3 separate regions of the Gossypium hirsutum genome follow, and regions 1 and 3 are each linked to region 2. The links are chromatin contacts, called in public Hi-C maps. All regions are on one chromosome and are shown on one strand. Each heading gives the region's core, a stretch centred on a gene start, on an enhancer-like site or on the middle of the called end of the contact. The rest is flanking DNA. Distances are from core to core; before and after follow the strand shown. Region 1 holds the start of LOC107896860 (U2 small nuclear ribonucleoprotein A'). Region 2 holds the start of LOC107896881 (probable serine/threonine-protein kinase PBL7). Region 3 holds the start of LOC107896846 (thioredoxin H9).

Region 1 (4,317 bases), core at 543-3,042, 630 kb before region 2:
ATTCAAATAATATTATTTAAATAGTTATAATTCTTTTTCAAAAAATCAAATAATATAACTTTTAGATTAATTACACCCATTCATTTATAGTTATTGGAACACTATAAATATTTAAAAATGTTCCAACAATAATTAAATTTATTTAATATAAATTACATAATATATAATATAAAATACAATAAGATATTACAAAAGTAAAAAAAAAAGTTGGATTTGAACGTTGGATGTTAGAGCTCAAGCTTGAGTCACATTGTATACGAGCTTTTTTTTGCCTAAACCAATCTTTCTAAATTTTAAAATGTTATATTTGAAACGGATCTTCAAGTTTAAATGATTTGAACAAATCTAATTATTAAAAAATACTTTTAATGATGAAACAAATTATTTAAATTAATTTAGATTTTCGAGTCAATAAACTTAATCATCAATTCTTATATAAGTCACAAATATTTAATTTGATCAATTTATATAATTGAACTTCCATTATTATAGATTATGTAACTTATGCTAATTTTATTGAGTAAAAAGTTACCTTAATATGCATACGATAATATTTTAAACATAATCCAATGCTATACTAAGTCACTTATGCATTCCTAGTAAACTTTTCCATTAGAATTACTTAAGTATAAGGAAGGTTTTAGAATGAGATTAGTAATTAAATTATTTAGATTATTGGTTTTCAGTTTGACCGGTTTGATTGATTTGTCATACTTGATTAAATAATTCAATAAAAAATGTATAAAAAAATTAAAACTAGTGAAAAATTAGTTAAATTGATTTTTTTAGTTCAATTCAACTAGTTTGTATTGGTTTATGGTTCAACCTATCTAATTTTTATAATCGGATCGGTACTTCGATCGGTTCCCGATTTAATCGGTCCAATCAACTGATCCGGTCCGAACAACATTAAATATAAGTGACTTAATTTGTTAATAATTAATGTTTAGTGATATATTTAATGAAATTATAAATTTGTGACTTAAATAAAAATTAATGCTAAATTAAGTGATTTATAATGTAAATTACTGTATTATTTCTATTTGTAATAAAGGAGACAGAAAGGATTGCCATAAGTGATTTATAATGTAAATTATTTAATATTAGTTTTATTGTAAAAAATGCTTTTTAACCAAAAAAAATTACCAATTTAAAGGATTAATTTGTTTGGAACTTGACAAGCTTGGGGAGAATTGAGGATAATGATGAGTGGCCAACCCTGTTTGCAATAATGTGTTCACTTATATGGAAAAGTCACAACAATTTTATTTTCAATAACAACTACAACAATATTGATGATGTTGTCAGAACAAGTGTGGCTTGGGCTACAAGCTTTAAGAATTTAAAGTTAGGTGAAGTCTATTATGACCAAAGAATAAGATGTGAAGGCTGGATGATACTAGAGAGAGGGTGGACTAAGCTAAATACTGATGGAGCAGTCTCAGTCTCTAATGGGCCTGCTTAAATTAGAGGTGGAGAGGAACCAATGTTCAAGGTCGAGGAAAGAGCTATTTTAGAAGGACTAAAAACAACATGAGAGTGAAAACAATTTTAATGGCATTGTGGCAAATAATAGGATTTCGGAGTTACGATTGATTTATCATTTCTTAAATCGTGATTTAAAAGTACATTTTCGACATATTTTTAGAAACTACAATAAAACTGCTAATCATATTATTAAAATTGCAAGTTAAAATTACAATGAAATGCATGGCTTTTTATGGTGTTTCCTGTTAAAAAAGAAAAAAGAAAAAAGATAACCAAGCCCTCTTAGTGGCTACAAAATGTTGTCGTTTTAACAGCTGTTTAAGAGCGGGTGAAAAAAATGAAAACGGAACCAAAAGAAATGAATTTTAAGGAGTAAAGGCGCAAAGTGGCCGACTCCGACTCGCCGCTCCCACACTTACGCAACGCAACGCCTCATTGAACAAAGAAAGTGGCGGTGGTTTAGGGTTTTAGCAGAGCAAAAACATAGAAAAGAAGGAAGTAGGTAGGCATGGTGAAGCTCACGGCCGACTTGATTTGGAAGTGTCCTCACTTCTTCAATGCCCTCAAAGAGCGAGAATTGGATCTTCGAGGTGCTGCTTCTCCCTTCTTCCGCTCTAACCCTAACCCTCATAATAATGTTCTCAAAATTCCCTTTCTTTCCTTTTTCCCCTTTCAGGTAACAAAATTGCTGTAATCGAAAACTTGGGTGCTACCGAGGTGTGTATTACTTTGTTTGTGTCAATTTTTAGTGCATTCATAGCTTTAATTTACTGGTGGGTTCCTTTTTTTTTTGTTACATTTGCTCAATTGATAGGACCAATTCGATACCATAGATTTATCTGACAATGAGATTGTGAAGCTGGACAACTTCCCTTATCTTAAACGCTTGGGTACTTTACTTATAAACAACAACCGAGTTACTCGTATCAATCCCAATATTGGGGGTAAGCTTTGAATCAACACTTCAATTTCCCTTGTACTTTAGCATGTGCCCTTTGCCTTTTGATGTTGTCTCTTGGTAGGAAGGCTCTTATGCTGTTCACATTTCCCTTTCTTGCAGAGTTCTTGCCAAATTTACATACGTTGGTTCTCACAAATAACCGGCTGGTGAACTTAGTGGAGATTGACCCTCTTTCATCACTCCCTAAGCTGCAATTCCTTAGCCTGTTGGATAACAATATTACAAAAAAACCTAATTATAGGTTATATGTGATTCACAAACTCAAATCACTCCGTGTTCTGGATTTCAAGAAAGTCAAAGCTAAGGTGATTGGATATGCTAAACTATTATTTTGTCTTTTTATACGGTTTTAATCTGTTATGTTATGCATTTGCTGTTGCCTATGTGAAATTGCTGTGTTTAATTGAGAAACTTCTGGCAGCATACCTGTATTTATTCTCCTGATAGTATTTGCCTGACTGAGCCTTTAGCTTTGTAAATCTGAACTTCCTTTTTGACATTGTTTAATTACTTCATGGTTTGGTTTGAATATATATTTTGCAGCAGCACGTGTAGGTTCACGTAATGCTGTTATGTGGTGACTGATTGAGAATTAGATAATCGATGGAACACTATTAGATGTTAGAATGGTATCTTAGTTCTTCTTCTTATTCTTTTCTGGCCTCGTCTTCATCATTGGTGCTCTGATTACTAGGAAAATACATCCCGAATTTGGATTTTTGTTTAAAATGACAAATCTCTCTTTTAGTCTAATGGTCTAGTATTGCTCATCTTTAACTTATCTCTCAAATAAACACTATACTATAGGATTGAAACTATAGGATTGAAGTATTTATTTGATGTTACTTAAGCATTTCTTTTCTCTTCATCTTTGGGTCGGTGGGGAAGAAAGGGTGGGTGTAGGGGTGGGGGGCTAAATGTTCTGATTTTCGTAGTTTCTATTCCTCATGCAAGTATTACTATTATATGAATTATTTTTCTCATAATTATGCTTCATGGGTCACAGGAGAGACTAGAAGCTGAAAATCTCTTTGCATCTAAAGAAGCAGAAGAGGAAATAAAGAAAGAATCTACAAAGACAGTTGCACCAAAAGAGGTACCAAATGTTTCAGAAGTTGCAGAGGAAGAACAGATGCCAAAAGTGGTTGCCCCAACACCTGAGCAAATTCTAGCTATCAAGGTATTGCCTTTTCCTCATAATACTAGTTTGAATCTAGGATAATAAAGTTGATAGTGTTTTAGTTTTCATAATGGTTATTTTTTTTAATGTGTTTGGCTTTTGCATCTTAGAGGGACTTGAGAGAACTTTATCCGGGACAGGATGAAATAAAAGAAATGATAGAAATTAAGGGTAAAATGGAAGAACCTGCCTTCTGACTACCTCAGTTGCTCACTGAAAAGTATGCTTGGATACCATTTACATATGTGGTAGAAACTTCAAAAGAGCATAATAGTTGAACTGCCTAACAAGAATCTCAGCCAACTTCGTTATATGTTATGATGCATGCATATCTAGATTTTGTTGCTCCGAATCTTCATTTTTCTTGAGGTATTTGTGTTTGGCACTCATATCTGATGCTTGGGTATGGAGGTAAGACCGCAGGGATCCTCCACATGGAAAAAACACAGATCTTACCATACTTTGCTATATATTATGATGTATATTTAGACTTTGATGCTCCAAATCTTCATTTTTCTTGAGGTATTTGTGTCTGACACTCATAACCAAACCCTGGATATGGAGGTACATCCTGTAAGGATCCTCCACGTGGAGAAACTTAGATGGATCTTACCATACCCGTGTTAGATACATACCCATATCTGACACGCTCTTGAGTCCAAGTAACAAAGTATTTAGACTCTCATTT
Region 2 (4,212 bases), core at 358-2,857:
TTGAAATTTTAATAAACAAAGGCTACTACTAAGTACTAGCTTACCATTAATGGGATACAGATGTTCCTGCAGACCACCATTTGCCATAAACTCATAAACAAGCAGTTTACGACTACTATTTGAGCAATACCCAATCAAATCCAACAAATATGGAGAACGTAGACGTTTCAGCAGTTCCACCTACAATTGTGTATGGTCAATCAATTAGTATAAAATCAACTTAAAATAAAAGGAAAGTTAACATAAATGATATCATCACTTTATTAACTCATTTTATCCATTTTTTCCAGAAGAAATATAAAGAATTAGGTAAACAGAATGTATATTGTCGACGGGTTAGCATGGCACATTTGAAATACAGATATCAGAACACCAGAAAAGTACACTTAGAACAGTATTCATAGCAGACCTCCATTTTAAATTCTTCTTCTCCTTGCTTCCCTGCCTGATCCATTAACTTCACAGCAACTTTTCTGCCATTACTAAGCACTCCCCTGTACACGGACCCGAACCCGCCATGGCCAACCACATTAGACTTGCTGAAACCACCAGTGGCTGAATGTAACTGCTTAAAAGTAAAGACATGAAGCCCTTCGTCCGTAGCAACTTCAAGATCGGTACAGCAAGCTTTGTCCTTAGAATCAACCACTTCAGAGACAAAAGACCAGCAATACATCAAGTTGCATAAAAGGGAACATTAGGAACCGAGTCATGCTAAAGCAACAAGCTCACTTTATTGATGATTACTTATACTACAGGCCCTGACTACAAACCATCATAAGTCCGAGTCCCCAAAGACCCAAAATAATCATTGTCAAAAGGGTATAATCAACTTACCATCTTTTGGGAAGTACTTCATCGCGGGTACGAAATTAAAAAACCAAATAAAGGTAAAAAGAACTATATAAGAAACAGAACAAGATGAATCAAATATATTTTTCCACCTTTTTTTGACAGGAAAAAGAGGGAAGAACAAAAGATGAACTAGTCCTTATGAATAGTACACAAAGGGAATGCATTTTCCCCAATAATCTTCCTATATTCACATCTACTACACCGTCATCATAACCAACATAAATATACAAGAAAATGAAAGCAGAGAAAAGAAAATAGTGTAGTTTATTTAAAATATTATGTAGACAGTACCAGTAGAGTGGGATTTGGAGCGCTTAGAGAGGACCTTGTTACGAATATAACAATAGTAGCTAAAAGCCACTAAAAGCGAAGCAACAGCCACTGAAGCAAGCACTACAATGGCTACCAATGCAATGCGTTCTTTCCTCCTATAATACGAATATGAAAACTCAGGATCTTCCCCTCCTTTCTCCATTTTTGTTCTCCTTTTTCCCTTTGAAACCTAGCTCGCCTCCGACTATAAGAAAATGCTGGTCTTATTTGAACTTGGAGATTCCCCCCCCCCTCTCTCTCTCGCCTTTCTTCTCGCTGTGTCAGACACCAGGGTCAGTGAGTTTTACTTTACTGTTTTTTTCTTCTCCGACTAGCGCGCACACAAAGAACTTTTCCTTTTAGTCCTTTCCTTTTCTCTGCATTTGCATTTCCTACCTCAACTTAAATCATACTTTTCAAGATTACCACATATATAAAGTTAAATATTTATATTTGATGCACCCGTACTTATTTATATATGTATACTTCACCATTCAATCATACGATACCACTATTACTGACAGTACGTTTGGGTGGGCATGAATAGCCAACCCATTTCGATTCTAGGGAAATGATTATTTCGTAATTTGGTTTAATGAATTCCTTATTCAGTTGAATTAGAATCTTTGACAACGAATGACTATTTCACTCAATAATGAATAACATATAATTCAAGAGAAATTCTATCAAACTTGAATTGGTTTTTTCAACATCATTCTCGCAATTGGGGTTTTGAGCCTTTAAATTCTAGAAGTCAACAACTAACCAAAATGAAGGATTGGAGCGATGGAAGCTAAAGAGATAAAGTAATATTAAAATAAAATGGTAGGTTTTTAATAATATTTTTAAATATTTAAATATAATAAAATAATTTTTAAATATGATTTTTATATTTATTTGTAAGTTTAATAAACTAAATATATTGTTAAATAATTTTTTTATTATTAAATATAAAATGTTAAATTATTTATTTTCAAATATTATTTTTGACATAATATTTATAATGTTATTCAGAAATAAATCATATTTTTATAAATAATATATTATACTATTAAATATATTTATAATATATATTAATAAATTATAATATTAAAATTTTCTACATATATTATTTTTATTATTTTTCTGAATTATATTAATGAATTTTTTTGAAAGAATTCAGACTGGGCTGTATACTGAATAAAATAAAAGTACATAGTAAAAGTCCAAAAGCAAAAGAGAAAACCAATCAGCACCTAAACAAGACACGGCCTGAAACTAAAAAGGCTCAAAAACTAATTAGAAAATATCTAGATATTTATCAAACAGTCAAAAATTATAGATTGATGAACCTAATTAATGCCCAGTCAGATCATACTGTAAACCGTCGTATCATCAGAGTACCTTTCAATTTTCTTTTGACGATTCAGCTTTTAGGAAAGTTTATCCTTTCAAAAACCATTTCTCCGACTTTCCTTTACTTTCCTTTCATTTCTCTGTTTCCCCTCTGTTATCAATCTGGCTCTCGTCTCTGATCCATTCTTTGTTGAATCTCAGCATACACCGGAACCCCCATTTCCAGGTACGTCTCCTCCTTCCTTCTTAAAGTTTCCGTTGTTATTACATGCGCAAGGTTGTTTGCAGATCTTATTGTACGTTTGAAAAAGAAGCTTCTCGATCTGTTAATGTTTTGTTGTATATCGTGTATATAAGCTCCTATATGTGAACGATCTTGACTTTTGGTTGTGCATTTTTTGATTATCGTGAGGGAGTCGCTTTCTATTATCACCTTCGGCCATTGTTGTCCCACTCCTACTTTGACCGCTTTTCTACACGCTATTGCTTCGGCTGCAAATGCGGAAGATACCCCGTGGTTGATCTCTGAGTAGGAAAGAAGGACAAGCCTTTCCTCGTCTCTGACCACAACCCCTGAGGCAGATTTATGGTGAGTCGCATCATACTCACCATCAAAATTTATTTTAACGAATTCGCGATGTGGGTAGCTCCACTTTCTTGTTTCCTTTCCCTTAATTGACCTTCTTATTTCAAGCCCATTAGGTTCAACAATATAGTTGTTGATGAAGTCTGCTATTTGTTGCCCTATAAAAAATAGATCAAAAATCCAGGTAATCCACTATAAAAAATCCATGTTAGGAACCAGAATCAAATTCTGAATTTTTAATAGTGACCAAACTTCCACTGTGACAGGACATTTGCGAAAAATATGGTCGATTGTTTCAGCACTTTCACCGCACCGAGGGCAGTTTGTGTTACTGACGAGCTAATGCTACTGCATATTAACCCTTGTCGACAAATAATTCCATGAGATTCTCCATATTGTAACCTTAATTTTGCTTGGTAGATTAAGGAGCCATAGTTTTTTGTAAAAGTTCATATAGCCTGTTTGTAAAGTGTAAGCTCTAGGAATTTCCTCCAAAGCTTGTAATAGTTTATTGTAATAGTTTATAGGCACTGCGAACCGAAAACTCACCTGAATACTCACCTCACCAGACCAAGAAATCTTCGTGAGGTGTGCGTGCTAAAGGGATACGAAGGATTTTTCCAGCATCATCTGCGGAAAATTTATTGTTTATGAAATCTCACTTCCATGTTCTCTCATTACTGTTGATCAACTCATTGACCTTAACATCTTGCATGGCATTAATAACTGAAGATAACTTAAAATTAACAGCATCTAGAATCCAAGCATCAGTATTGATATATATACTTGTACCTGTACCGACCTTCCAATACATGTATTTTTCCAAAACACCCTTCGCTGTACACATGCTTTTCTATATGTAAGAATCGGTTTTCCCCAATCGAGAATTTAAAAAATTATCATTCGGAAAACACTTAGCTTTAAACACTTGCGTAACTAAGGAATTCTGGTTTGTAATAAGCCTCCACCCCTGCTTAGCTAATAGTGAAATACTAAATTGCACTAAATTTCTAAAGCCCATTCCCTTCTCATCTTTTGATCGACACATAAAATTCCATCGGCACTAGTGAATCCATTTCCTTCCCTGACCGTTTTGCCACTGGAATTTTGTGAAAATATTTTCC
Region 3 (4,105 bases), core at 371-2,870, 610 kb after region 2:
TGCAGCAATGTATCAGTACCCCTGAAAGTTGGGAAGACATCAAAGTCCAGACATTGCAGACTAAGTCCATGGTAAAGAATCAATTTTAACTATCAATTTATACACAATAATCAATCTTAAACAAGTTAAAAGTAAATCCTCACTACTTCCACACAGGCAATAAACTTCAAAAGGCATAATAGCTGTATTATTTCCTAATAAACAATACTTGGATAAAACCCTAAGGGTATATATTTACATTTCTGAACAAGTTACATCCATCCTGTTTTTCAAACCCAAAATTATGATATACAAAACCAAATCATGCTATTTGCTTTCTCAAATCCTTGCAAATAAAGCAAAAGAAAACCTCCAAAAATGAAATTCTCATTCGATTGAACAAATAGTCAAAATGCAACAAGAATTCCAACGACATTTAGACATAGCTTTTTCACTTGAATTATCAGAATTTTAACAAATACCAAGAAAGGAAACAGAAAAGTAAAAGAGTAATCTGAAAGTACTCTACAAATGGAAACAAAGACAAACGCAAGCTAGGAATGCAAGCTAAGAAGATTAATAGAACACCCGTCAATTACCAACTTAGAACAAAGCGACGGCTAATTTACCTGTAAAGATTAAGGCTTGATTTTCCGATTAGATTGGTGACAATAAAAAGAATCCAATACTAGATGCGAAAATTAAAGTAACCTTGCGGTTTAAGGAATCTAATGATGTAGAAATTAAATAAAGAATGAGTAAGCAGAAAATTTTGGGTAAGAAAAGCTTCTGAAAAATCAATGAAGGAAACAGAGTAGTAGATTGGAAGCCCAAAGTCTCAAACACAAACAGGAATGGAGTCAAGCAGGCTCAAGCTTCGAAGGACTGACCTGTTCTCTGACTGTTTGGATCCTTGCCTTTTGTATCTCAATTTACTCATATACCCCCATGTTTTTCGCTGTTGCCAACAGGTTGGTTGATCCAATATTTTGGATTTTTCTAATTTCTATTTTATATTTTATTTTTTAGAATAACTAAAAATTTTTAGATCAAAATATTCCACTAATTTCTAACATATTCATTTTTCCGACTAATCCTTTATTACAATTATGGCACGATTTAGTTATTTTTATTTATATATTTAGTAGTTTTTTTAATCAAAATTTACCTATTAAATACATTCATACAAGCAAATTTGGAAGGAAAAAAAGTAATGGGTCAATAATTGAAAAAAGTAAATTATTTTAGTACTTAAATGCAATTTCAAACTTTCGTAAGTAAAATAATTAATGTTATGGAACAAGAAATTTTCTGTGCTGAAATCAAGTTGTTCCATTCAAGTATGTATAATTTAAAATTAATTAAAGAAATTCTTAAGCTTGAAGCTAAATCAACAACCCTATTATGAGGTTGTGGTTAAAGAATTACGATTCGTTTTACCTAAAGTTTGGCAACTGTTTTCAGTTGCCCTAAGCGTTGGGTTGTCCATTTATGGATATAATTATTTGATATATGAACATGATGGTTTCTTACCTCAACTTTTGCATTTAAAGACCTAATCAGTCCCTGCACTTTTCAAAAAATTTAAAATTCAATCTTACACTTTTATTTTTAAAATTTTGACCCTGTTAAATGTTTTTTATTAAACATATGGTGTGAAATTTTGAAATAAAAAAAAAATTTACCTAACAACCATGTAACTAAAAAAGTAAAATTGTAATGAAATGAACTTGAATTTAATAAAAAATTTTAACAATTTTAATATAGGGACTAAATTCCAAATGTTGGAAGAGCACAAGGACTGATGGCATATTTTTAACTGTTAAAAATTTTATCGTCAAACCATAATCCTCCATTTATAAGCATGAAAGTTTTAGGAAATGCCTTTCATATAAGATGTCCACGTAATTCAAATCCAAATCAAAATATATGAAGGTTTTAACACATATATGGCATCGTACCAAAGCCAATACGTATTACACACTAACCACCATCATCCCATGGCATACTTCTGGGTCCAGCCACATGCTGTCGCTTCGTACTTTGCCCGATCAGTCTTATACATGTGTGCAATCTCCGGAACAAGTGGGTCATCAGGGTTTGGATCAGTCAACAACGAGCAGATCGAGAGCAGAACCTGGTTTTGCATTGGAGTTAAACTTTTTTTTTTTTTACCATGTTATCTTATTCTAAGACAAGCTCTAATGATATTTAAGACCAAAAATTACTTAAATTTCCAAGCAGCAGCAGAAGCCAATGCAAAGAAGGATAGTAACAATGACAATATAATGCCAATGATATTTGATCAAGGTTGGTCTTTCTCTTCTGATATTAATTATTCAATTCCCAGAAAGAAATTCTCTTCTGATATTAATTATTCAATTCCCAGAAAGAAAATTAAACTCGGGGAGTAACGGCAGTGATTGTTCGTATGTTGGAAACGCGTACAAACTCGTAAAATGCAAGTCTAACTTATAACCAATAGAAAGTAATTTTACCCAAGGATATTGAAATCAATTAAAAGTGACACCAGAGAAACTTTTGTGCAGCCATAGTCAGCCAAAAACCGAGATTCTGCATGTGTATGAAATACCATAAGGTTAGCAGGAGTAAGGTCAAACCTTGGAAATGGTTAGGGCTGGACTCCACTGTTCTTTTAGGATATCAAGACAAATGCTCCCATTGCTATTGATGTTTGGATGGAAAACCTTGGTCCTAAATGCAACCTAAACATGATGGCAGCATTATCCATGAAAAGAGTACGTACCACTCAAACAACATTCTACGCACACAGAAAAGGGATAATAAAACGATCCAGGTGAAGCAAACTACCTTAGGGGGCTTGAAAGGATAATCTGGAGGAAAATGAATACTAACTAAAAATACACCTCCCGCATAAGGGCTATCGGAAGGGCCCATGAGTGTTGCTTGCCAATGAAACATGTCTTCAGCTACAGGACCTATCACAAAAAAAAGTGCAAGCATCCCGAGGTTAGTGACATAATAGAGCATCACATGACAAAAGTTAGGTCTAAAGAATGTGACTTGAAAATTTTGTAGACTAAAAACTTAAGGACTTCGGACCCATGCTACTTTGTTGAGGATCACTAGCCCAAGCCGTACCCTGGCTCCCTCAAGGAATTCTATATAGTAGAGGTCTTGAGTTCGAGCCTTGCCATTAGCTTGCTTTTCGGCAACCATGGCACCATGTGCTCGCTCTTCAGCAACTATGGCTCCTGCCTATTCAGGCATCCCGATAGGCGCACCCCCTTTGTGAACCCATCAGCGCTCTCGACAGAGAGACAAAACCTCGACATGTTGAGGGTCCGACCCTCAGCATCCATGGTTAAGGAATTTCAGCGATAAGCACTGGGGATGGACAAAAGTAAGCTTGCTTGAGCAAAGGTTATACGTATACAGCCAAATACATATAATCCTAAATGGAATTCAATAAATTCATGGGTATATAAATGACACGTATTGTACATGAAACCAGAGAAAAGAAAAATAGACAAAGTGGTATAAATGAAGTTATTATCAGGAGGGGCATAAAATTTATGTCTGTCCAGAAAAAGAAAAGGGACCTGCACTGCAAGAAGTGGGTGGATCCTTTTGCAAATCCTTGAGTTCCTTCAAAATCCGCTTCGATGCCATGACGCTTTGAACAGACCACAAGAATCCTAAGAGAACAGGAAGGAACCTGAAGGCAAAATCAGAAAAAACCATCACATAAAGAACAATATATAGCAACCACGGTGAAAGTAAAGCTTGAAGAAGAAAGTTGTGAAAAAAAAGGAAAATATACCTAGAGCAGAAGAGAGAAATTGGGGATTAGATATGAGACGGGAAAGTTTGAAACTTTGAAGCAGATTCTCCTTTTTATCTCTCTCTCTCTCTTCCTCCTTCCTTCCTTGGCCCTCAACGAGCGCGTCGATTCCACCGGCAACCCCTTGATTTTGCACTCAAAACAGAGGGAGAGAAATAACAGTTTTTTATATAAGCAAGAGGAATCTTATCACACGCAAACTTAATATTTAAAATACAAGTATTAGATAAATAATCAGTATAATTAAAAATTAATTAATAATGAATATGTATAATATTAAAATAGAAAAAAACTTAAATT

The links. Hi-C and Micro-C count contacts between places; a contact is called where the count stands out from the background.
Region 1: a contact with region 2 is called in a Hi-C map of leaf, with 2.8 times the contacts expected there. The contact joins the promoter of LOC107896860 here to the promoter of LOC107896881 in region 2. A contact is called at or near these places in 4 of 34 Hi-C or Micro-C datasets (callus and leaf).
Region 3: a contact with region 2 is called in a Hi-C map of leaf, with 2.2 times the contacts expected there. The contact joins the promoter of LOC107896846 here to the promoter of LOC107896881 in region 2. A contact is called at or near these places in 2 of 34 Hi-C or Micro-C datasets (both in leaf).

The regions. Positions count from the first base shown.
Region 1 is chrA10:89,702,351-89,706,667 of Gossypium_hirsutum_v2.1, reverse strand. It overlaps LOC107896860 (U2 small nuclear ribonucleoprotein A'), which reads left to right and starts at 1,792. Exons shown (of 8, transcript XM_016822156.2): 1 at 1,792-2,078; 2 at 2,165-2,205; 3 at 2,303-2,432; 4 at 2,549-2,754; 5 at 3,456-3,629. The coding sequence starts at 1,997.
Region 2 is chrA10:89,074,529-89,078,740 of Gossypium_hirsutum_v2.1, reverse strand. LOC107896881 (probable serine/threonine-protein kinase PBL7) reads right to left here and starts at 1,607. Exons shown (of 6, transcript XM_016822178.2): 1 at 1,147-1,607; 2 at 410-648; 3 at 45-180. The coding sequence starts at 1,330. LOC107896880 (a long non-coding RNA gene) reads left to right here and starts at 2,337. Exons shown (of 2, transcript XR_005903348.1): 1 at 2,337-3,091; 2 at 3,355-3,765.
Region 3 is chrA10:88,465,219-88,469,323 of Gossypium_hirsutum_v2.1, reverse strand. It overlaps LOC107896846 (thioredoxin H9), which reads right to left and starts at 1,620. Exons shown (of 5, transcript XM_016822141.2): 1 at 870-1,620; 2 at 1-21. The coding sequence starts at 919. It overlaps LOC107896847 (ubiquitin-conjugating enzyme E2-17 kDa), which reads right to left and starts at 4,022. Exons shown (of 5, transcript XM_016822142.2): 1 at 3,785-4,022; 2 at 3,564-3,679; 3 at 2,812-2,939; 4 at 2,601-2,705; 5 at 1,851-2,116. The coding sequence starts at 3,633. The coding sequence ends at 1,973.